Linked DNA regions of Mus musculus: regions 2, 3, 4, 5 and 6 are each linked to region 1. The links are chromatin contacts, called in public Hi-C, HiChIP or PLAC-seq and promoter capture Hi-C maps. All regions are on one chromosome and are shown on one strand. The core of a region is the stretch at or near the end of the contact, and the rest is flanking DNA. Distances in the headings are between cores, read along the strand shown. Region 1 holds the start of Haghl (hydroxyacylglutathione hydrolase-like). Region 2 holds the start of Ggnbp1 (gametogenetin binding protein 1). Region 3 holds the start of Zbtb9 (zinc finger and BTB domain containing 9). Region 4 holds the start of Syngap1 (synaptic Ras GTPase activating protein 1 homolog (rat)). Region 5 holds the start of Tsc2 (TSC complex subunit 2). Region 6 holds the start of Msrb1 (methionine sulfoxide reductase B1).

Region 1 (4,084 bases), core at 880-3,379:
GGCCCCTGTGCTAGGTGGCTGTGCATTGACGATCTTCATGCTGCTCAGGCTCAGAGAGCCTGCCTTTCGCAGGCTGAACCTTCGTGGACAGATGGGAAGAGAGGGGAGGGGAGGGAGCAGCAGACACCCGTTTTACTGTCCCTGTGCAGGTTCTCAGCCCAGTCAATACTCATGGTAACTTAAGAATCTGTGGTATTTAGGCCTGGGGTTCTCCACTCACCTCTAATGGTGGCACCTGGTGTTGCCCCAGATTGGCCATTGGTTGGACTTTATGTCCCTGGCAGGCACCATTTCCATGCAGTTCTAGCTCTAGCACCCGACTTTCCAGTCGAAGAATCTGTGGAGATCCAGGGTAACCTGGGGTCCCGCTAACTGCCGGACCACCTGGAGCAAGTAGATACTCACCTGGACACATGCAGGAGCACATAGACAGGAGCCAGGTAGAGGTCCACAGACACAAAAGTATAGGCTCACTCTCAGGCACCTGAACCCCTAATGGCGCTTGTCCCAGGTGTGTACTCTGTTCCTGAATGAACACACATAGCTCGCTTGGCTACTCACTTCCCTCCTCAGCTCAAAGACTTCAGCTTCATGCTGTTCGCGCAGGTGGTGGGTTGCAATCTGCAGATCAACTAGCTCCTTAGAAATCTGTGGGTAACCAGGGTGAGAGATGCTGCCAGTGGCTTCTTAGGCTCTTGGCTCCTACCACAACCCTACAGCCCTACATCACATCCACCTGCAACCGCTGTTCTTCACTCAGCTCCAGATGTGTCTGATGCTCTGTCTCCAGGCTAGTGGCCCAGGCTAGGTGCCCAGAAGCACTTGGCAGCCAGTCCTCAGCTCCTGGAGCAACCTGAGAAGGTACCACCACACCACACCTAGGCCTCCTGAGCCAGGACAGCCCCTTCCCTGGGCAGGAACAGACACAGGATCCAGGGACTTAATCCCTTCCAGTCATTTAAGAAAAGGAAGGACTCCAAGAAAACATCAGTGTCTTGGGAGGACTCACGTTCTCTGCAACTCGAAGTGGGACCCCTGGCTTGGGGTCTGGAGATGCCACATACTCCATAGAGGAAAGAAGTTCTGGCCTCTGATCCATCTGATAGTGGCTTGCTTCCTGACTCTTGCTGGAAGTGTTGTCAGTGTTGCCAAGGCCTCTGTTGATCTTAGAGACTACCTCTCCTGCCTACACGGAAGGGCAAGGCAGTGTAGTGGTTAGGAAGAGTGGTATCCACAAATGGCATCCTTTCTCCTCATGGCAAAAACAGACAAGAGCTCTCTTTCTTGCAGGCCGGCTGGATCAAGGAGTGCATGACAGCGGCCAAACCTGTATCTGCAGTTGCAGACACTATTTGTCTTTATATGGGATGCCATATAAGGATGTTGTCCCTTAGGGATTTGTAACTATTTCCAGTGGTGTTCTCAACCTTCCTAATGCTGAGACCCTTTAATACAGTTCCTCATGTGGAGGCCTCCAACCATAAAATTTTTTTCATTGCTATTTCAAATTGTAATTTTGATACTGTTGTGAAATGTAATGTAAGTATCTGTGTTTTCCAATGGTCTTAAGCAATCCCTCCCAATTTTTTTTTTTTCCAGCGCTGAGGACTGAACCCAGGGCCTTGCGCTTGCTAGGAGCAAGCGCCCTACAACTGAGATAAATCCCCAACCCCCCAGTTTTTTTTTTAAAGACTTATTTATTATATATAAGTACACTAGCTATCTTCAGATACATCAGAAGAAGGCATCAGATTTCATTACAGATGGCTGTGAGCTACCATGTGGTTTCTGACCTCAAAGACCTCTGGAAGAGCAGTCAGTGCTCTTAATCGCTGAGCCATCTCTCCAGCCCCAATCCCTTTCACTTTTTTAGGTGTCTTGACCCATAGGTTGAGAATCACTCTATATCTTCCTGTGTCAGTTGAACTCACACTAACAAGAGAACGAGCTGGACACACACCATCACCCTCTGTGAGAAGTGGGCATAATCATGGGTAGTGGACCGCGGGAGCTAGCTCAGCCTGGAAACCAGAAAGGCTAACTTTAGGAGGTGCTCTTGCCTGAGGTTGAATTGGAGCATGCGCACTGTGCCACTGTGCTCAACCGGTGCGTGAGGTCCCTTCTGCGCATGCGCAGTTCCAGCCGTCGTCCATCAGGTCTCCGCAGTACTCTTTCAGGATCGCGACAGGGAAGTGGTGATGTCGCGGTGGGCAGCGGCCACACTCCAGGACTAGATCGGCGGCTCTTGTGCGAGTGAGGGGAACAGCAGGGAACGAGGTCCACCCAGGTCTGGTATCCTAGTGCAGTTAAGAGAGGCGGGGTCTGCTGAGGAAGGCGGGGCCTACTGTACCAGGAGCGGAGCTGGAAGGAATCCGCATTGCAGTGTAGCTTTTGGGGAAGTTGAAGCTGGGACAATGGGCAGGGTCTGAGGTGAGCAGGGCAGGCAGCCCCTGAGTCTTGGAGCTTGGAACTGAAGCAGTTCCTCTGGAAAGTGGAGCAACTCTTCCTTTGTGCTCCCAGTGTGTGTGTGGCTGACCCGGCTCGTGCAACTCAGGAGAAGGGATTCACTAGGTTGAAAAAGTGCAGACTGGCTGAGGTCTGCGACCATGAAGGTCAAAGTCATCCCGGTACTTGAAGACAACTACATGTACCTGATCATTGAGGAACACACGCGGGAGGCCGTAGCTATAGACGTGGCTGTGGCCGAGAGGGTGAGGACAAAGGATGCCATCAGGGGACTCCCGGAGCAGACCGGACCCCCTTATTTTTCAAGTCATTTGATATATTATCTTTGGGATCCCCTGAAGTATGACTACTTTGATGTTTGAAGTTCCCCAGTTATTGTAATTGTCTGCCCGATCTCTCCCCTAACCTTTGCTGCCCTGGGTCCAGGGCCTGCCTATGGAATTAAGTATCTGCACTAGTGCGCAAGTATGGGGTGGGTGGCCCACCTGGACGTCTGCAGCACTCTTAACTTAATTCTTCCCAGTTGCTGGAGATTGCGGGTCGCGAGGGAGTGTCTCTGACCATGGTGCTGTCCACCCATCATCACTGGTAAGTAAAGAGGGTGTGTGCTGAGCCCTAAAGCAGACTCTTCCATTAGCACGCTGACTTGACCAGTCAGTCTACCACACTTTCACAGGGACCACACACGTGGAAATGCGGAGCTGGCACACATTCTGCCAGGATTGGCTGTCTTGGGAGCAGATGAGCGCATTTGCGCTCTAACCCGAAGGCTGGAACATGGAGAAGGGCTTCAGGTGAGCATGTACGCAGAAGGGGTGGGGAGGGGCCTGGTCCGGTCCTGCCCAGTGGCCCTCACAGGTCTAATGCCTCACCATCACAGTTTGGGGCCATCCACGTGCGATGCCTCTTGACGCCAGGCCACACCTCTGGCCACATGAGCTACTTCCTGTGGGAGGATGACTGCCCGGACTCACCAGCCCTCTTCTCTGGTACCGTGCAGCCTGGATTCATCTACCTACCCAATTCCACTGTGCCCTCCCTACCCCCATCTGACCCTCTCTGCTCCCTAGGGGATGCTCTGTCAGTGGCAGGCTGTGGCTGGCACCTGGAGGACACTGCCCAGCAGATGTACCAGAGCTTGGCCAAGACTCTGGGTACCCTTCCACCCGAGACGGTGAGCCTTCGCTTCCTGTGGGGTCCACTTGCTTGGCACTGGACTTCCTTCAGATATTTAACCCATGCCTTTGTACCTGTCCTGCTTTGGTAAAGGTGGTGTGGGCCTGGGTGGGTCAGGGGCAGGAGTGCCTGGCTCCTCTTTGGCCTGGGACAAATGTGTGTTCACTGGGCTCCCTCTCTTTGCAGAAGGTGTTCTGTGGTCATGAGCATACGCTGAGCAATCTTGAGTTTGCACAGAAAGTGGAGCCCTGCAACGAACACGTGCAAGCTAAGCTGTCCTGGGCCCAGGTGCATCCATCCATTGCCAGTTGGGTGGGAGAGGGGGAAGGGGGGGGGACGGAAGTAGCCTTCCTGAAGTTTGGGGTCAGTTAGAAAGGGAATCTCTGGGGAGTCAGAATGAGGCTTCTGCTGACTTCAGCTGGCTGGGCCTGGGGGTTGCCCT
Region 2 (4,084 bases), core at 601-3,100, 1.2 Mb before region 1:
ACGGTGCCTACTGTGTACCAGGCCCTACTGTGTGCTCAGCCTTCATCTAGCCCTTGATACCTCACTGATCTTTAGATGCCTCAGAGGCCCTTGTTGCCCATGTCCATTTTATGGGTGAGGAGAGTAGGCAGAGATACCCAGCAATGCTCCTCTGTCACATGACACGGCGTGGAGCAAGTGGGGTTCCAACCTCAGATTCTGCCTCATGCCCTGCTGGGCTCCTGCCCCACCCCCACCCCCAGAAGTCTTAGAGGAGAGGCATCCATTTCTGCTCCCCTCCCCTCTGCCCCTCCCACCTGCATCCTTACCAAACTCAATTGGGCAGTGTTCATCCTCTTCCTCCTTGATGAAGGCCCCAGGGGTGAGCGCCAGTGGTCCCGGAACCCACTGTAAGCATCCTTGTTCTGTCTCCAGGGCCTGGCCAAAATGCTCCCTAAACCCAAAGCCACAGTCAGGTGGGGTCAGGGGACACCCACAAATGTGGCCTGACTCTACCTTGAGTCTCTCCACGGACCTGCTCTGTTCCCTGGGATAGCTAACAGAGGGGTTTCCCTACCACCTCTGGGGGACATAGGATGTGGGGAGCTAGGCACCTTCCAGACAGGGAACTGCTGCTAAGACCAGTGGGAGAGAAAGCCAGGCAGGAAAGTAGGGGTACAGGCTGGAGCAGAGCCTACTTCAGCGTACTTCTGTCCAGACTCTAGTGCACCCTTCCTAGCCTCTAGGATATTTTCTTTGGTTGTTCTTTGTTTTTTCAAGACAAGATACCCCTCGGTGTGGCCCTAGCTGTAGACCAGGCTGGCCTCAAATGCAGAGATCTGCCTGCCTCTGCCTCCTGAGTGCTGGGATGAAAGATGTGTGCCACCAATGTGTTTTGTTGTGCTGGGGACTAAACCCAGGCCTGGACCGTGCTAGGCAGGCGGTACTCCACTCTGAAGCCACACCTCAGTTCCCAGCCACTCCTCACACAGCCCTGTTTGCTGACCCTCCCTCCCTTGGGACCCTTAACTGTCCCTCATGGCTTTCACTATTCAGGACCCCTTACCCCAGCCCATTACAGCTGTGGGCTTCTAGTCATGGCCCTCATGCCTGCATCCTCCTTCTGTTCTAGCTAGATCAGGCTACCCCACCAGCCCTAGCACCAGCAGCACCAGCCCCTCACCTGTCTGAGGCCCCGGAGACCTCCCCTACTGGCTCCTCCTCCTCTCCTTTCTTCTCAGGTAGCTGCTCCAGAACCTCCCAGGTTCCTCTGAGAGGAACTGATGTTACCTCAACACCCTGGGCCCTTAGCTTCGGGACATCCTTGGAGGTGAGGGTCTGGGACCCTGAGTCCCCAGTGCCCAGCTCAAAGGCATCATGCCTCGGGTTGGAGGGAGCTGCAGAGAGAACCCTGGGCGGGGGCTCCCTCTTCCCATTAGAGGAAGCTGCAGAGTGGACCTTGGCCCGGGGCTCCTTCCTCCCACGACCTCCCTGGTGGCCCATCATTGGGGAGACAACATCTTGCTCCCATGAGGAGCTGGGCTGGCTCCTGGTCAGGGGCTTGTTAGTGCTCTTAGAACCGCCCTTACTCCCCACCAGGTTTCGGAGAAAGCGCAGCATGGAGGAGCAGCCTAAGATCCGTGACCGAGGGGTCCGCGCCGGGGCTGCCATCCTGAGTGGGACCCCGACTCAGGGAGAAGCCATGGCAGCCAGCCCAGGACCAACTGCTAGCAGAAACCTCCAGTTGGAAACTTCCAGAAGTTCTAGAAGGCAAAGAGGAGGTGGGGGTGGGGGGAGGCTATAACTGGAGGCTGGTGGGGGGGGGTCTACTGGAAGGAAAGCGGGTAGAGGGGTAGAGGGAGCTAGCCAGGGTCCAGCTCAGCAGGTCTCAGAGGAAGGCTGGAGATTGAGGGATGGTGAGACATAACACAACAGCACCCACAGGCTGTGGAAGCCTGGCTGAAGGCAGATAGGGCGGCCGGGGGGGGGGGGGAGGAGGGTGCACACGCTGAGAACAGGACATCATATGCTCCTGTCTATCCATAAACTCCTGTTTACTCTGGGTTTGAGATCAGTCCCTGCAGCTGCCAGGCTGCAGGGATCTAGGACAGCACAAATTCTGAGCTGCCCCTCCTCCTCCTCTTCTTCCTCCCCTTCCCCCTCCTCCTCCTCTCTTTTAGGGTGTTAGTAGCACAGGCTGGCCTCTATTTCATGATCCTCCTGCTTCAGCCTCTTGAACGCTGGGACTGCAGGTCAGCTCATCCTGGTTTTTGTTGTTGTCTGTGGTTTGCTTTTCACTAGAGGGAGAAGATGGAAGAGGAGGCCCGGGAATCAGAGACAGGAAAGGCAGAAAACAGAACGCTTTTCCCCTTGGCTGGGACAGGGCAGGCAGGGGAGGCTGTAGCTGCTTCCAAGCCCGGCCGAGGACCTTCCCCTAAGCAGCAGCCTCCCTGAGCGCCTGCATCCGGCGGCCACCGAGAACTTCCTCTAGAGGGAGCTGGTCATTGCCGGGAGCTGGGACCTCCTCTATGGTCACAAAGTCGCGAGGTTTCCTGGGCCAAGAGGCAACCCGAGGCGGCATCCAGCACCATGAATCCACTGATACCAGTTCCTGCCAGTCAGGCCTGAAACCTTGGCCCCTGGAAGCAGCCAGCAAGCCCTTCGGGGTCTTCGTCTTTGCACGGCTGAGCCATCCCACATCTGGAGCAGAGTCATTCAGGTACACGGGCAGCCAGTGCCAAATCCCACCGTCCTAATCCTGGGCAATTCTGGCCCAGGGTGGGGCAGAAACCTCCATCGGCAACCCGGTGAGGAGGGAGGCCTTGATGTGGCTTCCCTGGGAGGTTCTGAAAGGGAAGCTGCAGGCATGGTTCACACAGGGCCTCTGGCTATACATCAGAAGCGCCCCTTCCTGCCCGGTTCTGGTGGCCCTGGACTTTTATGTGGAAGGAGGGGAGGGTCAAGGTCATGAACAGAGACAGAAATTATACGGTTGATACTCCCTGCTGTACCAGGACACGGACAGTCCTCCCCCAGAATGATTCTAGGTACAGCCTAGTGGTCGGTTGTGAGGAACATGCATCCTGGGCCCAGCCAGTGGACATAATGGGAAGTCAAGGCGACTTGGATGGGGGCCAGGTGGGCCAGGGCAGCACTGGCTGTGGAGGGCTTTTCTGAGACTCTTCCTGCTCTCTAACAGTAAGCCTCCAGGGTGGTGTTATTATTACTATTATTATTTTGAGAGAGAGAGATGTGGATGAAGTCAGCGTCCCCTGGCCCTGCTGGCCTGGGATTACAAGGTACCAGGAAGAGCACCCTATCCCGGAAGGAGCCGTTGGGTAGACTATGCCCAGCAGAGGGTTGTCTTGATGAGGCCTGGCTCTCAGGGATGGCAAGAGGAGGGTCTGTCTGCTCACCCTGTCTCCATCAATGAAGAGGGAGGTGAAGGGGAGCCGGCCCTCCCCCACCCCTTTTCAAAGAGTGCTTCCTGCAGTGATGGAGGTGGCCCACATAGGGGTGGGAACTCTTGAAAGGGTGCAAACTGAAAGTGAAAGGTCTTGCCTCAGGAACTAACCGAACTCTGAGACAGGTCAAAGAGGAAAACGGGCTTGGGTGTGGCTATAACACCAGCCAGCCAATGGCTGAGTCAGGAGGATCAGGGATACAAGACTTTCCTCAGGCTGCCTAGAGGGAACCTGTCTGAAATGAACAAATAGACAGGTAGGTAGGTAGATAAATAAACCAATAACCAAAGAAGACAGCACCAAAGAGTATGGTGTGATTTGGCACACTGTGTGCTGTAGCAGTGAGGTACACTGGGGAGACTGTGAGAGACCCCAGCTCACTTCCAAGCAGTGGTTGGAAGGAGAGGTGCCCTGGGGACAAACTGTGAAATAAGCCCTGAGACTTTGTCTCAAAAATAAAAAATTCTGGGCCAGTGAGATAGCTCAGCAAATGAAGGGGCTTGCAGCCAAGTGTAACAACCCAGGTTCTATCTCTGGAACCCACATGGTGGAAGGAGAGAACCCATTCCCGAGAACTGACCAACTACCCCTAACCTTCACACACGTTCACACACACACACAAAACCAACCATATGAGGTCC
Region 3 (4,084 bases), core at 969-3,468, 1.2 Mb before region 1:
GCCGCTCAGACCTTAGTCTGGCAATTACTTGAGCTCTGAATCAAATGCATTCCTAGTTGGAGACCAGCTCCCTCTCCCCCCCATGAAGATGAAGTTAAGAGTTACTGGGTGACTATGCCCCAACTCCTCTCTCATTAATCTGAGCTCAGCAGTTCCTTCACTGGCTATCAATACAAAAAGGGCCATTTAGGTTAAGTGACCAGAAGCATGATTTTCTAAAGTCTGTCTAAACCTGGACTACCAGGGTGAGACCCATACCCAAGAGTAAGGGGTTCATGACAATATATATAATCTCTTGGAATGATTATACAATCCAGGACTGAGGTGGTGAAGGTAAGAGTCCAGCAGCAGCAGGGGCTATCTTGTCCTAGAAATCACTAGAGAGCACCAGTAGTCATTTGTAAGTCCAGTGGTAAGTGGGCCAGCCCTGGCCCTTGCATAAGTCCCGGTGGCGAAGGAAGAAGGCCTGGACACGGAATCGACGGCCACAATGGGGACACGCATGCAGAGCTCTCGCATGGGTCTTCATGTGCTCTGTTAGATGATGCTTCAACTTGAAACGTTTATTACAGATGCCACATCCAAAAGGGCGAAGGCTGAACGTCAACATGATGTGTCGGTCTCGTTTCGGCTTTACTGCAAACCGTTTTCCACACAAGCAAGCAAAGCACTTCCCATCTGCAGGGGGTGTCCCTCCTAGCTTCACAGGCCCATGCATAGCCTGCCCTGTTCCTCCAGGTCCTCCATCCCCTGACAGGATTTCATTCCCATGAAGATCCACTGGTTTCCACGATGGATCTCCTGCCCCAGACGATTCCCCTCCTCCTGAGGACAGCAAGTATCTCAGCTCCTCCTTCTCCTCAGAGTCCTCTCCAGATAGTACTTTGGTCTTTTCCTTTGTGCCTCTTGCTATCTCCTCCTTACACTCAACGTTTTCCTGATTCACATATAAGATTTGGGAAGCTTGTACAGGAGGGGCAGGAGGATCTACTGTTGAGCTCTCATCCTCTGAAGGCTTGCTGGGAAGAGCAGGTGTAGGCAATGGGTGGGATCCACAAGCTTGGGAAACCCCTCCCGACACTCTCTCCGGCTGAGGAGTCTGAAAGAGTGGAGCTGCTGACCCCTGCTCCTCTTCCTCCTCTACTTTCACCTGAATCTGTAACATTCCTTCTAGTTCACTCCCCTCCCCTCCAGCGGGGCTCTCAGGGAGAACAGAATTCTCTGTAGAAGCAGAGGAGCGTACTGGGTTCTGGAAAGGGGAAGAGCGAATGCACCAGCCTCCTGAAGATGTTGTGGAAATAAGTGTGAGGCTGGAGGCTCTTCCACCGGCTGAAATCCCACCAGACGTTTCTAGTTCTCGAAGAATCTCTGAGCACCGATCTACCACTTGCCACATCTGAAGGCCGCTGGCTACAAGGAGATGGGCAGGGAGGGCATCCAGCGGCAGGTGGAGGCTTCCTGAATAAATGAGCTGAAGCAGTCCCTCGAACGCATCGGCCTCGATGACATTCGGTAAAGTCAGTCGGGGCGCATCCCCCAAAAGCAGCTTGTCATGGAAGTAAGGAGAGGCAGCAGCCAACACTGCTTTGTGAGCCCTAAGTTCCCTGCCCTGAACCAGGAGGGACACATCACAGAACTTTCCCTCCAGCCTGTGGCGGTTCAGGGATTCCAGCAGCGAAGAGCTATGATGAGGGAACTCAATGTGGATTGTCTGTGGGGCTGGGTTGCATCTCGGAGATGAGGATGCGGGAGGCAAAGGAGTCGAAGCATCCATGGCTACCTCGGGAAGAGAAATAAATCCCGGGGAGTCGGGCAGTGCAGGGTTCTATACGGGGTGAAGGCTGCGGAGGAAAGAGACTGGGGTCACACAAGTTCGGGGTATGAGACCTGTCTCAAGCCGCTCGCCACCGACCCTTGAAAACTCTTCGGTGACAAGCTTCTGTATATTAGTTCCGCCCACCAGGAAACCCAACAAAACACCAGGGTTTACACCTCCAGGCCCAGCGGAAGCTAAGGAGGGAAGGGATGGCGCCCCACCTCGCCGGCTCCGGTCGCCCTCCGCCACCGCTCGCCCCTCCTCACCGTGCTCGCTCCGGCCGGCTCAGTGAGCTCCGGCCCCGCGACGTCCCACCGACACGCCCCCACCGCACGCGCGACCGCGTCGGAGCACCTCAACCGCCAGTGCGCCTGGCCGGCCGGAAGCTACCGCAGTTCCGCCGGACGCCAATGCGGCCAGGCACGGAGGGCGGGACCAGTTCTGCAGCCAATGGGAGAGCGGCAGCCTACAAGCCGTCTCCTCATTGGCTGTGCGGACGGAGGGCCGGGGCTTGGGGAGGGCGGCGGAAGTGGAAGGCGGTTCCCTCAGTTCTGGAGTAGCAGTGAGGGGAGCCACGGGCTCCGCAGTAAGGCTTGCTTCCCTCGTCCCGCCGCGCGAGGTAGGTGCTGCTGCCCTCCGCGTGCACGCGGGACAACCGGGTCTGAAGTCTGGAGCGCACGCTTGCTGAGGACCTGGGTCCTTTCCTCCATTTCGCAGAGGAGCGTCCTCACAATTAAGCCCTAAGTCAAGAGGGTCTTGCACAGACCCTGCACTTGGAGTCTTTGGGGCGCTAAAGCGAGTCCAGTGCTGCGGCGGAGAGAGAGCGGGAGTGTGAGTTTCACCAGGAAGACCCTGCGGTATATATTGTTCTCCTGACTGGGTGGTATAGTGTGTAATGTAAGAGGACTGTTCTTTCCAAAAGTAGTCCCTGTCACCCTTCAGGTCGTTCTGGAGACCCCGGGCTAAAAAGTCGGCCCAACGCCGGGGGAGGCAGCACTTAGTCCCAGCACTTTGGAGGCAGGGGCAGGCAGATCTCTTGAGTTCAATCAAGGCCACCCTGGTCTACAGAGTTCCAGGCCAGCCAGAGCCACACAAGGAGACTCTCTGTCTTGAAAATCCAAAAATAAATAAAAGTCAGCCCAGTGATAAAAGAACAATCTCCGTTTATTAAACATGATTTTTCTGTTTCACCACACACTCCAGAAAAGAAAAGAAAAAAAAAAAAAGGAAATGGGCCTGGGAGTGGGAGAAAAGGGGGGGCAGTGGTGGGGGACCAAGAGTCTGGGAGCAGGGGCAGGAAGGAGAACGAGTAAACAAACAGCAAAAAAAAAAAAAAAAAAAAAGAGTAAGAAGATCTTCTCCCTACTCTTAAGGTGGTGGGTGGGGAGGGAAGTGAGGGGTGGGGCTAGGGAGCCAGGAAGCTCTGTACAGAGGGGTCGCCTCCCAGCCCCCCTCCCCAATTATGTACAGTACAAACCCCAGATAATTACAACAGCCAAAGAGGAGGGAGGAGGTTCAAGGGTAAGGCCTGATGGGGAAAGCAGAGGAAAGGGCATGGGATAAAATTTCACATATTTACAACTTTTATATAAGTATAAATTTGGCCCCGGCTGGGTGGGTGTATGTAGAGGGTTAGACCGAAGGAGAGCTGTCCATACAAAAGAAAGATCGAGTCTGGAGTCTGGGAAGAATTCTCAATACCAAACGCAAGGAGTGAAGAGACAAGGCTGGGTAGGGGGCAGCAGTCAGAGAAGAGGGGGTACCCGGGAGGGGTTTCTCCCCTTCCATGGCCTACCCACCCCAAACCCCATCCATCCTACCTCCCCTATACCGCCAGAGAGCTATGTACAGAAAAACACCGAAAAAGCATGGAGCTGGCGGGAGGGAGGGAGACTGGGTGAGGGTGAGGGTGAGAGGGAAGCCCAGCCCTGTCCTACCTCCCCCAGGGGACAGAGTCATGTAAGGGGGCCCCCAAACACCCATCCTCCAACACAGGTCCCCCCATCCTGGGGGAGAGAGACATGGCTTTTCCTAGAGTAAGTTCCCCCCTCCCCATGGGAGTAGAGACAAGAGAGGGAAGGGGTAGAGGGCTGGCTGCATGTCAGGGTAGGGCAGATCAGCTAGTCTGTCCCTCCACAACCCAACACACATGGCCTCCTATACCCTAACCCCCTCATCCAAACCTCAATTCCACCCCACCCAACACACTGGGGGAGGGGGGGGCATAAGCCCCCTCACCCCGCTCTGGGACCAGCCAAGAGCAGATCA
Region 4 (4,084 bases), core at 732-3,231, 1.2 Mb before region 1:
ACAACAAAAAAAACCCCACTAGGATTCAAAGCCCCAGCACAACAATAGCAACAACAACCTTCCATAACTTAGATCACAAACACTTGAGGCCTAGTACATCTCAACGCATGGTGTATCCAGGGGAAAAATCTGTTAATACATATAACCAAAACACAACAGAGGAGCTGCTCTAGGCTGCAGCTGGGCAAGCAGGATAGACCTCAAGGGACACTGTTCTACTGGGAACAGGAAAGGGACACAGGGAATCTTAGCTTAGGTACAACACACACACACACACACACACACACACACACACACACACAGAGAGATTCTATAGTTAAGAATACTAATGACCCTAGGAAGCAATGGAACATGGCAGAGGACAGGGAAATGGGAAATTTTTACTGGAATGAGAAGTTCCACAAGGGTCCAAGATGGGGGAATTCCTTAGAGCCCTGTTCCAACGATCAAAACCTGTGTTTTGGTAACCCCCCCCCCCAATCTCTATCACCCCAGGAAGCAGAGGGGACAAGAAGAGAGGAATCACCAGGTTGGGGAATAAGAGGAAATAAGCACAGACCATGTGACAAGATGGGAAGTGGGATAGGAAACAGAGGGTGAGCTGAGGGACAAGTAACAGCGTGAACCTAAGAGAAAAGGAAGATGGTAAAGATGGTGGTTGCTTGCCTAGGGCAAGGGAATGGACCAGAAGGTTTCAGCCAACATGGGGCAGAGGGAGTGAGAGAGACCTGTCAGGGGATCTGAGACACGGGGCCCAGGAGCAGCAGTGGTGTATTAAGGTAGTTATTAGAAGAGAGGGAGGGAAAGAGAAGAGATATGAGATAGGGACCAATACAGGGGAAGAACAGAAGGGGGACTCATATAAGAAACGGACACCATATGGGGGGAAAGATATAAGTGATGGACAGCAGAGGCAGGGAGGGGGACTGGAAAGAAGAGGTGGGGTGGGGGAAGGGGTCAAAGCGATTAAGAAAGCAAATGAGACTCAGGGATTGCATCTCACTTCTCCAGAGTCCTAATGAGGGCCAGTTACCCTCAGGATTTTTATCTGGCCCTTGTCCCCACCCCTCAATCTTACTTGCATCCCCCCCCCCAAACCAAAAAAAAAAAAACCACTTGATCCTCCCCCTTCTCTGGTGTCCCCTCCCCCAATCCTTTTTCTCTCTCCTCTCTTCCCTCCATCTGGACCCCCCACACCCCCCCACTGCCACCTTCTTTCTCCATCTGGCCCCTTCCCTCCCTCCATCCTCCTCTCTTTTCCTAAGTCCTACCACCCTGAGCCCCTCACCAAATTCCCTTCCCACCTTCTTGGTCTCTCATGCCGCCTGTGTTTTCATTTCCCCCCTACCCTCTCCCAAGACCATGCCTCTACTTCCTTGGTAATTTCTTCCTCACTCTGCTCCCAAATCCAAACCATTTCTGCAGCCTTTCCCCAAACTCAGTCCTCCCTTCTCATCCCTTTCTGACGCGCTTTCCCCTCCATCATCTTCCCCTCAGCCCCCTTGAAAAGGCCCGTGTCCCAGCCCCTCTATCCTACCCCTATGCCTCTAATCCCTCCTTTCCCACTGTTCCCACCTCTGCCTTCCCGACCCTCCCCTCTCCCTCCATTTCAGCCGCTCCTTCCCCTCGGTGGCCCCGGCCCTCCCCCGCCCGCTGCCCCTCCCCCTCTTGCCCCCCCATTTGGCCCTCCCCTCCCCTTACCACCACCGTACCTCTGAAGGGGGCATAGGACATCGCGGGGATGCTCCCCCGATGGATGGAGGCTCGAGACCTGCTCATCAGGCCTGAGGGGGAGGGGGCGGGGGGACGGGGGGAGAAAAAGAAGAGAGAAAGAGGGGGAGAGAAAGGGGGAGAAGGAGGAGGTGGAGGAGGAGGAGGAGGAGGAGAGAGGAGGAGAGAGGAGCGGAGAGGAGCAGAGAGGAGGAGAGAGGAGGAGGAGGAGGAGAATAAGAGCCAACGGCAGCAGCGGCAGCAGAGAGAGGGGGGGCGGGGGAAGCGAGCTAGAGAAGAGAGAGCAGGAGGAGGAGGGAGAGACTGCAGCCCCCACCCCTACCCAGGGAGACCCGGAAAAGGAGAGAACGAGGGACCCCTGACTCATACACACCAGGGAAGTCCCGTAGAAGCTGACCCAAGACCCTCAGACAGACCCCAGACCCAGAGAAAGATACTCACCACCTCACCCCCCCCCCACCTCCATACTCAACAAATTGGGTCTCACAGATCCAAATCTAGAAGGAAAGAGACCTCTGAGCTCAGACCCCACCCCCTAAATTAAAGAAAGGAGTCAGGGACCAGAATATGAGACTCTAGTGTCAGCAAGGTTCTCCAGACCCATGTTAATCTTATTCGAACCCTGGACTTGTAGTTTGGGAGACCCAAAACAGAGACCTAGACCCAAAGAAAAAGATGAAGCCAATATTAGAAAGTGCCCCAGGCCAGAATTAAATTTTAGAATCTAGCTAGAGGTAAGAAACCCCACATTCGTATCTCAAAGAAACTGCAAACTTGGGGATGAAGGAGGAGACATTCGGCTGACCCAAAGATGAAGATGACCACATAGAGATCTAAAATACATTACATCTGAAAGATGTGAGTTAGTGACCGATTGCGAGGTTCAATTTCCTGAAACAACTCCCCAGGTAACCCAGACCCTAGGAAGGGCCCAAATATTGGACCCCCACCCCCACAGGACCCAAATATTGGACCCCCAACCCCTCACCTACACACACAAGGATCTCTGAGAACCCCCCCCCCAACTCAAGAAAATGCAGAAGCCTAACAGGAGCCACCCATGCCAAGGACCCCAGACCTTGGAGGGAGGGCTAATATTTGGGCGGCAGGGCCCTTTTTCCTGCTGTCTCCACCCTCTTCTCTGTCCTCTCACTGGTCCCCTCTCCATTTTTGGGTCACTGGATGTGTTTAGGCTCCAGGGAGGTTATGTAGGGCAGGTCCTGGTTCCTTGGGGGAATGGATGAAGGTAAGGAGACCCAAGACCGAGAGGTGGGCCAGTCCTGGGGAGAAGAGTCAGCAAGGGGGAAAGAACAGGGTCACACTCTGAACTCTAACTTGCAACTCTCATTTCTCCTCTCCACTCATTTGTCAGCCTCTGTCCGAAGCTTTGGGCTCTGGGTATCTTCCATCACCCACTAGCCCATTTACAGGTGTCACCCAGTGCTTTGAAAAGGTGTCTTTCCTCTCCCAGCCACGGCAGTGCCAGGTCTGAGCCTGCCTGATCACTGCCCCCTACCCAGGGACAGCTGGCTTCTCAGCTCGGTGCTAACGCAAGGGCGGTGGCGGGGGGTGGGGGGAACTGTCCCCACCCAAGGCTGCCTGTCAGCGCGGGGAGGGAGGGGGGCTGTTACTAGGCACACTCCGGAGCTCAGGACAACTCCCCGGCCCCAGCCTGACGCAGCGACAGCGCGGGTCGCCAGGTCTCACGTCACGTGGACCGCGAGGCCGGCCAGCAATTGGCCTCCGCTCGCTGCTCCTGAGGCGGCGCCGCCTGAAAGGACAGGCCTCATCACGTGACGGCGGGTCGCCGCAGCGGCGTTCCCCTGCCAGCAACCGGTTGAGGATTCACGGAAATGGGCGGGCCGCTGGGGCGCACGACCTCAGATAAAGCTGCCGATTGGTCGGAGGGCTCGACGCCACGCCCACTTAAGAGGGCGGGGCTACCGGGCCACTTGAGGGCCGGGATTGGCCAGGTCTGGAGACTCCGGGAAGGCAGGGCTGCTCCTGTCACGTGGTGCACACTGTTTTCGCGTCACGTGGCTACTGCAGGTAAGAGGCGGCCGCTCCGCCGGGGCTCGGGGTCCTTCGTCCGTGCAATGAGCGGCCATTGATTTCTTCTTTTCTCTACCAGCGCGGGCTGCATGAACTGGGGGCGGGCGCCCGGCGTCTTGCTCGGCGGAGGGGTGAGTCTGGCCCCGCCTTTTCCGGTCTCGAAGTCTCACCCAGCTTCTGCAGCGGAACAGAGGAGCTGTCCCAAGTTTCTTTTAAGTTTCAGGGACATTTTTTTTTTTCTTCCTGGTGCAGAAAAGGCAGCGCAGAGGCTTGGTGTCTGCCCCAGAAGGCAGCCCAGGTG
Region 5 (4,084 bases), core at 1,087-3,586, 1.2 Mb after region 1:
GAGATGCCCGCCTCACATCCTCAGAACAGTGCCCCCTCTTGGCTCTGTTGCCAAAGGTAATGCTTACCCTCCAGAAGCCCACAGGGTAGATGAGTCTGCCTAGCGTGTCATCATCGGTCTGCAGGATGCTCTCCACAGTCAAGCCCCGGGCCCGGAGCCGTTGCATAGCACCTGCTGTGACCTGGTCTTTGGTCTGGCTGGAGAGCATCAGCGACAGGAGTACCTGGTACCTCCTCACCTGCTTGTGCAAGGACGGGTCCCAGTCAAGTCCCTTACCCATCTGTCTTGTCACATACTTCTATAGAGTAGCCGAAGCTTGGATGAATTGCTTGGAATCATACCTTGTATGGGATGGATATTAGACCATAGCTAGCTGCTACTGTTACAGTGTAACACTACTCATTTTATAGACAAGAAGGGCCAGAGTTAGAGATACTCAGGATACCAGGATCCGAAGGTAGTTAGCCCTATGGTTAGTCTAAGGAACCAACACAATGTAAGGGAGTCTGCTTCTCCTGCATTATTGGATGTTCCCAAATGCACCACCACTGTGCATGAGGCTTCAAGTCTCAGACACTCTGCCATGCACGGTGGCCACAATGATTGACAGGTGATGTACGTTGTACATGTTCTAAGGTTATGGGAGGAGCGCATCTTCCTGGGTATGTATGTATGTATGTATGTATGTATGTATCCTCCTGTATGGCAGCAGGGAGAGCTGGCAGGTCTTGCTCTTTTTCTGGTAGAGACCTAAAAGGAAGTAAGCACCTTGCTGGATAGGCGGAGGTGTTGCATACCTTCGGGGAGGCACTTGCATCATAGCAGTGCTCGGCGCCTAGCTGGTCCACAGGTGCATCCTTCTTGCTTCTCATGATGCGGATGTTGGCCAGTTGCTGCTGCCAGTTCTGGGGCTCCCAAACGGGCACTTTGAGGGGCTCAGCATCTTCGCCTTCCTCACCATTAGCCGCTTCATAGGCCACATGCGTTTTCTGTGTTCTCCGTGGATGTCTCACGGGCCTGTGGCTTTTTCTTCCTTCTGCAAAAAAGTGCCATTCAGTCTTTGGAGTGGGTTTTATATGAGGGTGGGGGAAGGGTGCTGCTTACCTGCCAATCCACATCCCCACACTTGTTTGTGCAACTAACTGTCCATTATCTACCACGATGTGTACAGAAGTGCTGTGCTCTGCCCTTGTCACAACAGTACATGACAGTCTGACAAAGTGCCTGTTAGCACACCGACACTAGTAACAGCCTCTAGGATAATATAACCTCTCTCCTTTGTCCCAAGTCCTTTGAGTTACATTCAAGAGAACCTCTCTCTTCACACCCAAACTGGACAGTGCAACTCCCCTTTCAGAAATCGTTGCATTTAGGATGAGCTCCAAACTCTACTACTATAAAACATTTGCTGCCTTAACAGTATCAACACTTTCTGTGGCCCTTGGCCCTTGCCAAGCCTCAGCCTGGATCCCAGCGGATCTCTACTACTGAACCGATTCTGGGAGACCATTGCTGCCTACGCACACTCCTGCTCTAGCCACTTATGTCTAAGTCCCAGGCGGGGACGGGCTGATAATTACTCCCTGAGTACCACTAGTTGGCACATAGTAGGCCCTTAATGGCTACAGGACAAACACAATGAGTGCCATGCCCTTTCCTGTTTTCTCTCTGGGCCTGTTTTCTTTCAGAACCACCGTCCAGCTGGGAGAGAAGACTTCTAGCTGGGTGTGTTCTTGGCACACAGCCTGGCCCTACAAGAGAGGGAGGCAGCTCTGAGAACAGAGCTGTGTCCCACGGACAGCCTGGAGCAAGTGAATGTCCTAAGCTAGGCTGGTTGGACTAAAACTTTTCACTGGCGATAAGGGTGGATGAATACATCCAGAACCCAGTCTTACGGACCCTGCAGACCCTGCGGGTCCCAGACCCTTGGAAGAAGCTAGAAGTGGGGCCACGTGAGATTTAAGCGTAGCTTCAATTCAAGATTCAAGGCAGCTGCCTACTCCGCGGCGCCTAGAGTTTAGGTCAGATGCTGCGGCCCGGGACGCAAGCCTGGAGCCAAAGTTCCACGTTCCTCCTTTCCTCCAAAACGCCTGCAGGCGCAGAGCTACCTGCAGCAGCCTCTCGCGGGGCGAGCTCCTCCCTACACCCTTCCGACGCGATCCTAGTCGCGCGGCTCCGACTGCGAGTCACCATCCGCACCCCTGAGTTCATGCCTGGGCTGTAAACTACTCCTCCGAGCAGCCCCGCGATCCCACCACTTGCTCAACGCGCACGCGAAACTACAATTCCCAGAGAGCTCAACGCAAATAGTCAGCAAAGCCTCGCCCCCGGAAGTACGGGTTGCGCTTCCGGCAGCTGCCCTGGGCCGGGGGTGTGCGCCCTTCCCTGGGTGCAGGAGGACCTGCGCGCGAAAGGCGCGCGCGGGGTGAGTAGCCCTGGAGGCTCTGACTGCTGGGGCGGGTTGCGATGGTTTGTGTGGTCGCGTCGCGATGGGGTGAGGGGAATTGGTCGTTCTGATTCCAATCCTCCGCCGCTCCCACCGCTGACAAGTCCTAGCGCTTCAAGCCCTCCATTGCGAATGTGAGCGGGCCTCTGCATCTATTCACGCGACAGCTCCTCCTTAACCTAGGGAGAACTAATGGCAATCAACAGGCGGGTCGCTAGAGTAAGCCTATACCTCCGGAGTTGATTTGTGGCTGAGTTCCTCCTGCATGGAGTTGAGTTGCCCCAGAGGCTGTAGGAAGGACAGGTTATTGCCTACCCTTGACCTAGGATTCTGGAGGTTCGCCTCGAGGGCAGAAGGGAGAACCTTTCCTGGGGTGTATCAAATAATATGTTTATTTCTACACAGAGCAGTTCTCTAGTACTGCCCTGCCCACCATGGCCAAACCAACAAGCAAAGATTCCGGCTTGAAGGAGAAGTTCAAGATACTGTTGGGATTGGGAACATCGAGGCCAAATCCCAGGTGTGCAGAAGGCAAACAGACTGAGTTTATCATCACATCGGAAATCTTGAGAGTGAGTGAGTGGCCAATGTCTTGGCTAGCCCAGCACAAAGGCTAGGAAGGCTGGGTTTGTCTGTCATTGGGTTCTGTGGGAGATGGGTTGCTGGTAACCATCTGCATAGGGCTGCTGTCCCCAGTACTGTGGAGACAGATATATGCCTGTCCTCAGGATCTTGGTGTCCTGCTTTAGCACACTTGCCTTAGAAGTTAGGTGTTGTATGAAAACTTATTTTGTTTAGTGTTATGGTAGATAGATGCCCTGTACTCTCTCAGCACGTGAGAGGCAGAGGAGATAGGATTATGAAGTTGGAGGCAACATAATTGTAACCCACCTGAGCTACAGTAGTGAGACTGGGTCCTCCTCTCCTCAAAGATGTTCGTTTCCTTTTTTAAATTGGAGATCCACCCTTTCTTTTTAGGAACTTTTAAAAAAAGATTTATTTATTTAACATACACACACACACACACACACACACACACACACACACACACACACACACACACTGTAGATGACACACCAGAAGAGGGCATCAGATCCCATCACAGATGGTTGTGAGCCACCATGTGGTTACTGGGAATTGAACTCAGGACCTCTGGAAGAGCAGTCAGTGCTCTTAACCACTGAGCTATCTCACCAGCCTCGAGATCCAGCCTTAAAAAACCAAACCAAACACAACAAAACAAAATGCTGGGTGATGGTGGTGGTTGGTGTATGCTGCTAATCCTGCCCAGCACTGGGGAAGTTCAGTACAGCCAGAGATACACAGAGAAACGCTGGAGAGACAGAGGAAGGGATGGAGCGAGGGAGGGAGAGAGAGAGAGAAAAAAAAACAGAGAGAGGAAAGAAACCCCATTGGTTTACAGGGGAAATGCAGAACAACGTTAGGTGGTTTATGGCCAGTGGGTAAGAAGACCTCTTTTTAAAAGCTCAGCCCTTTTCCTCTTTTCTCTTCTCTAGGAACTGAGTGGTGAATGCGGCCTCAACAATCGCATCCGAATGATAGGGCAGATCTGTGATGTGGCAAAAACTAAGAAGCTTGAGGAGGTGGGTTTGCCTCAGCTGCACTGCTGGAGTAGTG
Region 6 (4,084 bases), core at 909-3,408, 1.0 Mb after region 1:
AAGTACACTGTAGCTGTCTTCAGATGCACCAGAAGAGGGCATCTCATTACAGATGGTTGTGAGCCACCATGTGGTTGCTAGGATTTGAACTCAGGACCTTTGGAAGAGCAGTCAGTGCCCTTAACTGCTGAGCCATCTCTCCAGCCCTTGTTTGCTTTTCTGAGACCGGGTTTCTTTGTGTATGGCTGTCCTGGAACTAGCTCTGTAAACCAGGCAGGCCTCGAACCCAGACATCCACCTGCCCCTGCATCCCAAGTACTGGAACTAAAGGCGTGTAGCATCACCACCCACTGGAACATTTTCTTGGTTAATGATTGATGTGGGAGGGCCCACCTCACTGTGGGCGGTGCCATTCCTGAGCCAGTGGATCTAGGCTGTTTAATAAAGGTAGCCAAGCAAACTAGAGTAGCAAACCAGTAAACAGTCTCTGCTCAGTTCCTGCCTCCAGGTTCTTACCTTGGTTTCCCTCAATGGTGGACAGTAACTTGTCAACTGAAATGAACTCCTTCCTCCCCAGATGGGTTTTGATCAGTGTTTTTATCACAACAGAGAAGTAAACTAGGCCAAGTTTTACACTGTAGTTCAGGCTAGCCTGAAACTATGTAATCCAGGCTGACCTCAAATTTCAGGCAATCCTTCTGCCTGAGCCTCCTATCCCCTGGCATTACAAATGAACCACCACACCTAGATAACATTTTCACTTACAGACAAGACAATGGAAGCCAGTGCTGCAGACACACAATACAGTACGTGGCCAAGAGAAAACTCCCAGAAGTCGGATAGTGGCCTCCCTTTACCCTTAGACAAGCTCCACACAGTAGGGCTCCTAACTGCCAGTGTAACCACTTGGTCCTCTTTCTCAAGTGGGCATCTCTGCTAGTCAACAGTCTTGGATACCATGGATATCAGCTCCGGTCTTAGGAACAGACTGGCCCTAGAGGACAGTCTTCCAAGCCAAATAGGGAACCCCAGAAAACAGCAGCTGGGAAGAAAGGTTTCAACCTGTCCCCAAAAGATCACATGAGTGGAAGGGGTAAGGATGGTTGCAAAACTGAATTACATAACTGTTTGAAAGACTTAAAAATGGGAACCTGCAGGGTACTGAATCATCGGTCACCCACCACTTGAGGACAGACACCCTGGAGTCTGAACTGTTCTTTCAACCTGTATCAGGAACTGGAGAGGAAGCAAAACTGAGTGAGTGTCTAGCTTGCCAGGGTAGCCTGAGGGCAACTGGAGTGTTGTAGCCAAAAAGAATTCAAGGGAGGTCTCTTCCCAGCAACCCTGTATTACAACAACTGGCTTATAGAGGTGCCCATTGTCACAGCCCTGCCCTCTAGAGGACTGACATCTAACAAACAGATCCTGCCCCTGGAACGCCAGTGCCATAGTTTTTACCAAATTAGTCCAGATCAGCAGAACCCAGCAAGAAGGGAGCCAAGCAACGTCTCTCACAGTACTGGTCAAACTTCATTTATGCTGGCAAGAACCCATTGACAACCAACGCAGAGGACGGAGAGACATCTGGGACAGCACATTCCGGATTGAACAGCAAGTGCAGAGCTTGTCCGCTCATCCAAGCAAATCAGGGGTTGCAGGCGGGGGGGTGGGGTGGGCGAGGGGGTACATTGTCAGGGCAAATTCCAACACTGACCTTGGACCACATACCACCATCATTCCGCTCTAAAGTTCAGACCACTCTGACACCATCCGGTGGCATCACCCTTACGCATCTGGCCCAGAGAATCCCCCAGAGAGATCTACATTTGAAGTTCAAGGCCTGTCCCCCTCGAGAACAGAGTCTACCGGAATGTCCCTTCTCCTCTCAAGTCCTCCTGCTCCAGAATGCCCTGGCCACCCAGCTCCCCTCCTCCAAGTTCTTTTTTCCCAGGCTCGCTTCTCCTCGGCAACCACACTAGCCCAGTCCCGGTTCGGGAACTCCACAGCTCCCCAGGAGGCAATGTATGCTTTAATGCCACGGGGTGTACCTGGCTCGAAGTGATTCTGGAAAACCTCGCCTCCGAAGAAGCTGCAGAACGACATGGTCGCGACGGGACAGGCAAAAGCTCCCAGCCAGGTCCGGGTAAAACCCTAAGATCTGGACTCAAACCCGACCCAGTCCCAATAACCAATCACTTTCCGATTCGCCATAAGCCCCGCCCCTAGAGGGGACCAGTCACTCTTGGATTCCCCACGGCCGCCTCCTAGCAGCCCCGCCCTCAAGGAGTCTCTCCTCCCATAGGCCCTAAACCCCACCCATCCAGCCAAGTTTACCCAGAGATCACGTCCTTACTTCCGCCTCTAGAAGGCCCCGCCCAGGGAGCCGCTCCCAGGAAGCTTAGCTGTTAAGATGAAGGCCAAACCTATGCTAAGCTCCAGTACAGCGGCTAGGCTATAAACATTGGTACTAGCCAATGGTAGCTACTACTAATACCATTGTGCAACTGGCGTGGAGGCGCATCTACCCAGCTGTATCTATAGCCCTCTTATCTGGCGCTAAACCTTGCGCCCGCGTCTGGGATCACCCAACCTCCGACCCAGGCTTAAGATCTACATCAAGCCTCCCAGGGAATGTGGAAGAGAGACAGACACACAGAGACAGACAGAGAGAGTTGCCTCAGGACTTTATTGAACAAAAAGGACCGGACAGATAGCAAGAGTGCTACATCCCAGGTGTGCTCCATTCCAGACATCTTACATGTTTCCCAAGGTCTCCGGCTTCTCTTTCTCCAGATGTTTCTTTTGGGGACCCTGGTTAAGGTGAGGAGACAAGATGAGAGTTAGTCAGGAGAGTCAGTCAAGAAATACTACCTACGGCCAGTGCCAGGGCCACCTAGGGCCTGCTCTACTGGTTTGCTAAAAAGGCCCCTTCTTCTAGTTCCTCTCTGGAACAAGTGGGACTAGCTCACCATGAAGGCCCTCTTCTCCTGCGCTGTCTGAAAACATCCGTGGCCAAACTTAGAAGTGGTGTCAATGAACTTGAGCTCAATATTCTCCAGGGCCCTGCGGCTGTGGTGCACCAGAAGGGACTGGGTATCCAAGAGAGAAGAGATGTCAAGGACAGAGGGCCCCGACTCCTCCTGTGACCTCCAGTTCACACCAAGGAGGACTCAGTCAATCCCTCGCTCTTGCCAGACCCCCTTCCTTTACTCTCCCACCACACAACCCACCACAGAGCACGCTAAAGGACAGAACAGGCCACTGGAGTCCACTCCCCAGCTTGCCAAGCAGCACTGACCTTTCTCAGAGTGATCACTCGCTTCTTGGTACCTGCAATGCAGCCCTTTAACATGATGAAGTCATTGTTCACTTCCCCATAGTGGGGGAAGCCACCCTACAGGGAGACAGACCACACCAAGCCAGGAACAGGGCAGCCAAGTTAGGAGGCTGTAGTGGGAGGGAGCCCTATGCGCAGACCCCAGGGTGCAGGGACAATACCTTCCCACTGGGTCACTCCTCAGGGGGCAGTAACATCTCAACTGAATACTAAGTATCTTTCCTGTGTCATCTCATTTAACAATATGCCTTTTTGTGGGCACACTGATGCTCAGAAGTTTGGGTTTGCTGAGCACGGTGGTATACACTCGTAAATCCAGCACTTGAGAGGGGGATATGAGATCACTTTGAGTTGAAGGCCAGCTTGGGTACCAGAGAGAGCCTCACTAGAGAGCTCAGTTTGAAACATTCTAGACTAGCATGAGACCCTGTGTTCCATCCTGAGCACTACCTTAATAAACGGCTTTAGCCGAGTGGTACTGACACACCTTTAATCTCAGCACTTGGGAGGCAGAAGATGGAGGATTGTTTGAGTTCAAGGCCACCCTGGTTTACAAAGCAAGTTCCAGGATAGCCAGTGCTATACATAAAAACAACAAAACAGGGTATCGTGGCATAAGCTCTCAGCACTCAGATGGTAGAAAAAGGAGAATCAGAGGCTAGAGAGATGGCTCACTGACTGTCCTTCCAGAGGTCCTGGGTTCAATTCTCAGCAAACACATGGTGGCTCACAACCACTGTAATGAGATCTGGTGCCCTCTTCTGGCCTGCTACATGCAGCAGAACACTGTATACATAGTAAATCTTT

The links. Promoter capture Hi-C pulls out the DNA fragments that hold promoters and counts their contacts. A called contact is a pair of places that touch in the nucleus more often than the background predicts. HiChIP or PLAC-seq counts read pairs in DNA pulled down with a chosen protein or histone mark. Capture Hi-C pulls out chosen DNA fragments and counts their contacts.
Region 2: a contact with region 1 is called in a promoter capture Hi-C map of pancreatic islet. The contact joins the promoter of Ggnbp1 here to the promoter of Haghl in region 1. A contact is called at or near these places in 2 of 39 promoter capture datasets (the SN4741 cell line and liver) and 1 of 9 other capture datasets (pancreatic islet).
Region 3: a contact with region 1 is called in a FOXA1 HiChIP or PLAC-seq map of pancreatic cancer cells. The contact joins the promoter of Zbtb9 here to the promoter of Haghl in region 1. A contact is called at or near these places in 5 of 39 promoter capture datasets (erythroid cells, hippocampal neurons, liver and 2 more), 1 of 115 datasets of contacts at active chromatin or transcription factors (pancreatic cancer cells) and 1 of 9 other capture datasets (adipose tissue).
Region 4: a Hi-C map of B cells shows a contact between it and region 1, with 8 read pairs. The contact joins the promoter of Syngap1 here to the promoter of Haghl in region 1. A contact is called at or near these places in 2 of 39 promoter capture datasets (liver and pre-B cells) and 1 of 484 Hi-C or Micro-C datasets (B cells).
Region 5: a contact with region 1 is called in a promoter capture Hi-C map of hippocampal neurons, with 2.7 times the contacts expected there. The contact joins the promoter of Tsc2 here to the promoter of Haghl in region 1. A contact is called at or near these places in 3 of 39 promoter capture datasets (hippocampal neurons, liver and pre-B cells).
Region 6: a contact with region 1 is called in a promoter capture Hi-C map of pre-B cells, with 4 times the contacts expected there. The contact joins the promoter of Msrb1 here to the promoter of Haghl in region 1. A contact is called at or near these places in 10 of 39 promoter capture datasets (the 3T3-L1 cell line, the HPC-7 cell line, embryonic stem cells and 5 more), 2 of 484 Hi-C or Micro-C datasets (B cells and pro-B cells), 7 of 115 datasets of contacts at active chromatin or transcription factors (T-cell acute lymphoblastic leukemia, astrocytes, embryonic limb bud and 3 more) and 3 of 9 other capture datasets (adipose tissue, liver and macrophages).

The regions. Positions count from the first base shown.
Region 1 is chr17:25,783,631-25,787,714 of GRCm38.p6, reverse strand. Haghl (hydroxyacylglutathione hydrolase-like) reads left to right here and starts at 2,129. Exons shown (of 9, transcript NM_001271433.1): 1 at 2,129-2,287; 2 at 2,521-2,711; 3 at 2,990-3,054; 4 at 3,143-3,260; 5 at 3,347-3,455; 6 at 3,537-3,640; 7 at 3,829-3,930. The coding sequence starts at 2,607. It overlaps Ccdc78 (coiled-coil domain containing 78), which reads right to left and starts at 1,135. Exons shown (of 13, transcript NM_001165929.1): 1 at 1,010-1,135; 2 at 737-853; 3 at 562-648; 4 at 221-337. The coding sequence starts at 1,099.
Region 2 is chr17:27,027,025-27,031,108 of GRCm38.p6, reverse strand. It overlaps Ggnbp1 (gametogenetin binding protein 1), which reads right to left and starts at 1,850. Exons shown (of 6, transcript NM_027544.2): 1 at 1,163-1,850; 2 at 309-433. The coding sequence starts at 1,650. It overlaps Bak1 (BCL2-antagonist/killer 1), which reads left to right and starts at 2,482. Exons shown (of 6, transcript NM_007523.3): 1 at 2,482-2,698.
Region 3 is chr17:26,971,313-26,975,396 of GRCm38.p6, reverse strand. It overlaps Zbtb9 (zinc finger and BTB domain containing 9), which reads right to left and starts at 2,218. Exons shown (of 2, transcript NM_001005916.2): 1 at 2,083-2,218; 2 at 1-1,841. The coding sequence starts at 1,774. The coding sequence ends at 395. Syngap1 (synaptic Ras GTPase activating protein 1 homolog (rat)) reads right to left here. Exons shown (of 19, transcript NM_001281491.2): 19 at 2,963-4,084.
Region 4 is chr17:26,939,147-26,943,230 of GRCm38.p6, reverse strand. Syngap1 (synaptic Ras GTPase activating protein 1 homolog (rat)) reads right to left here and starts at 1,981. Exons shown (of 19, transcript NM_001281491.2): 1 at 1,713-1,981. The coding sequence starts at 1,779. It overlaps Cuta (cutA divalent cation tolerance homolog), which reads left to right and starts at 3,693. Exons shown (of 7, transcript NM_026307.3): 1 at 3,693-3,780; 2 at 3,863-3,914. The coding sequence starts at 3,873.
Region 5 is chr17:24,630,879-24,634,962 of GRCm38.p6, reverse strand. Tsc2 (TSC complex subunit 2) reads left to right here and starts at 2,336. Exons shown (of 42, transcript NM_001286713.1): 1 at 2,336-2,425; 2 at 2,852-3,018; 3 at 3,964-4,050. The coding sequence starts at 2,881. Nthl1 (nth (endonuclease III)-like 1 (E.coli)) reads right to left here and starts at 2,281. Exons shown (of 6, transcript NM_008743.2): 1 at 2,109-2,281; 2 at 798-1,036; 3 at 68-238. The coding sequence starts at 2,211.
Region 6 is chr17:24,734,667-24,738,750 of GRCm38.p6, reverse strand. It overlaps Msrb1 (methionine sulfoxide reductase B1), which reads right to left and starts at 2,158. Exons shown (of 5, transcript NM_013759.3): 1 at 1,989-2,158. The coding sequence starts at 2,043. It overlaps Rpl3l (ribosomal protein L3-like), which reads right to left. Exons shown (of 10, transcript NM_001163945.2): 8 at 3,239-3,334; 9 at 2,910-3,029; 10 at 2,608-2,751. The coding sequence ends at 2,695.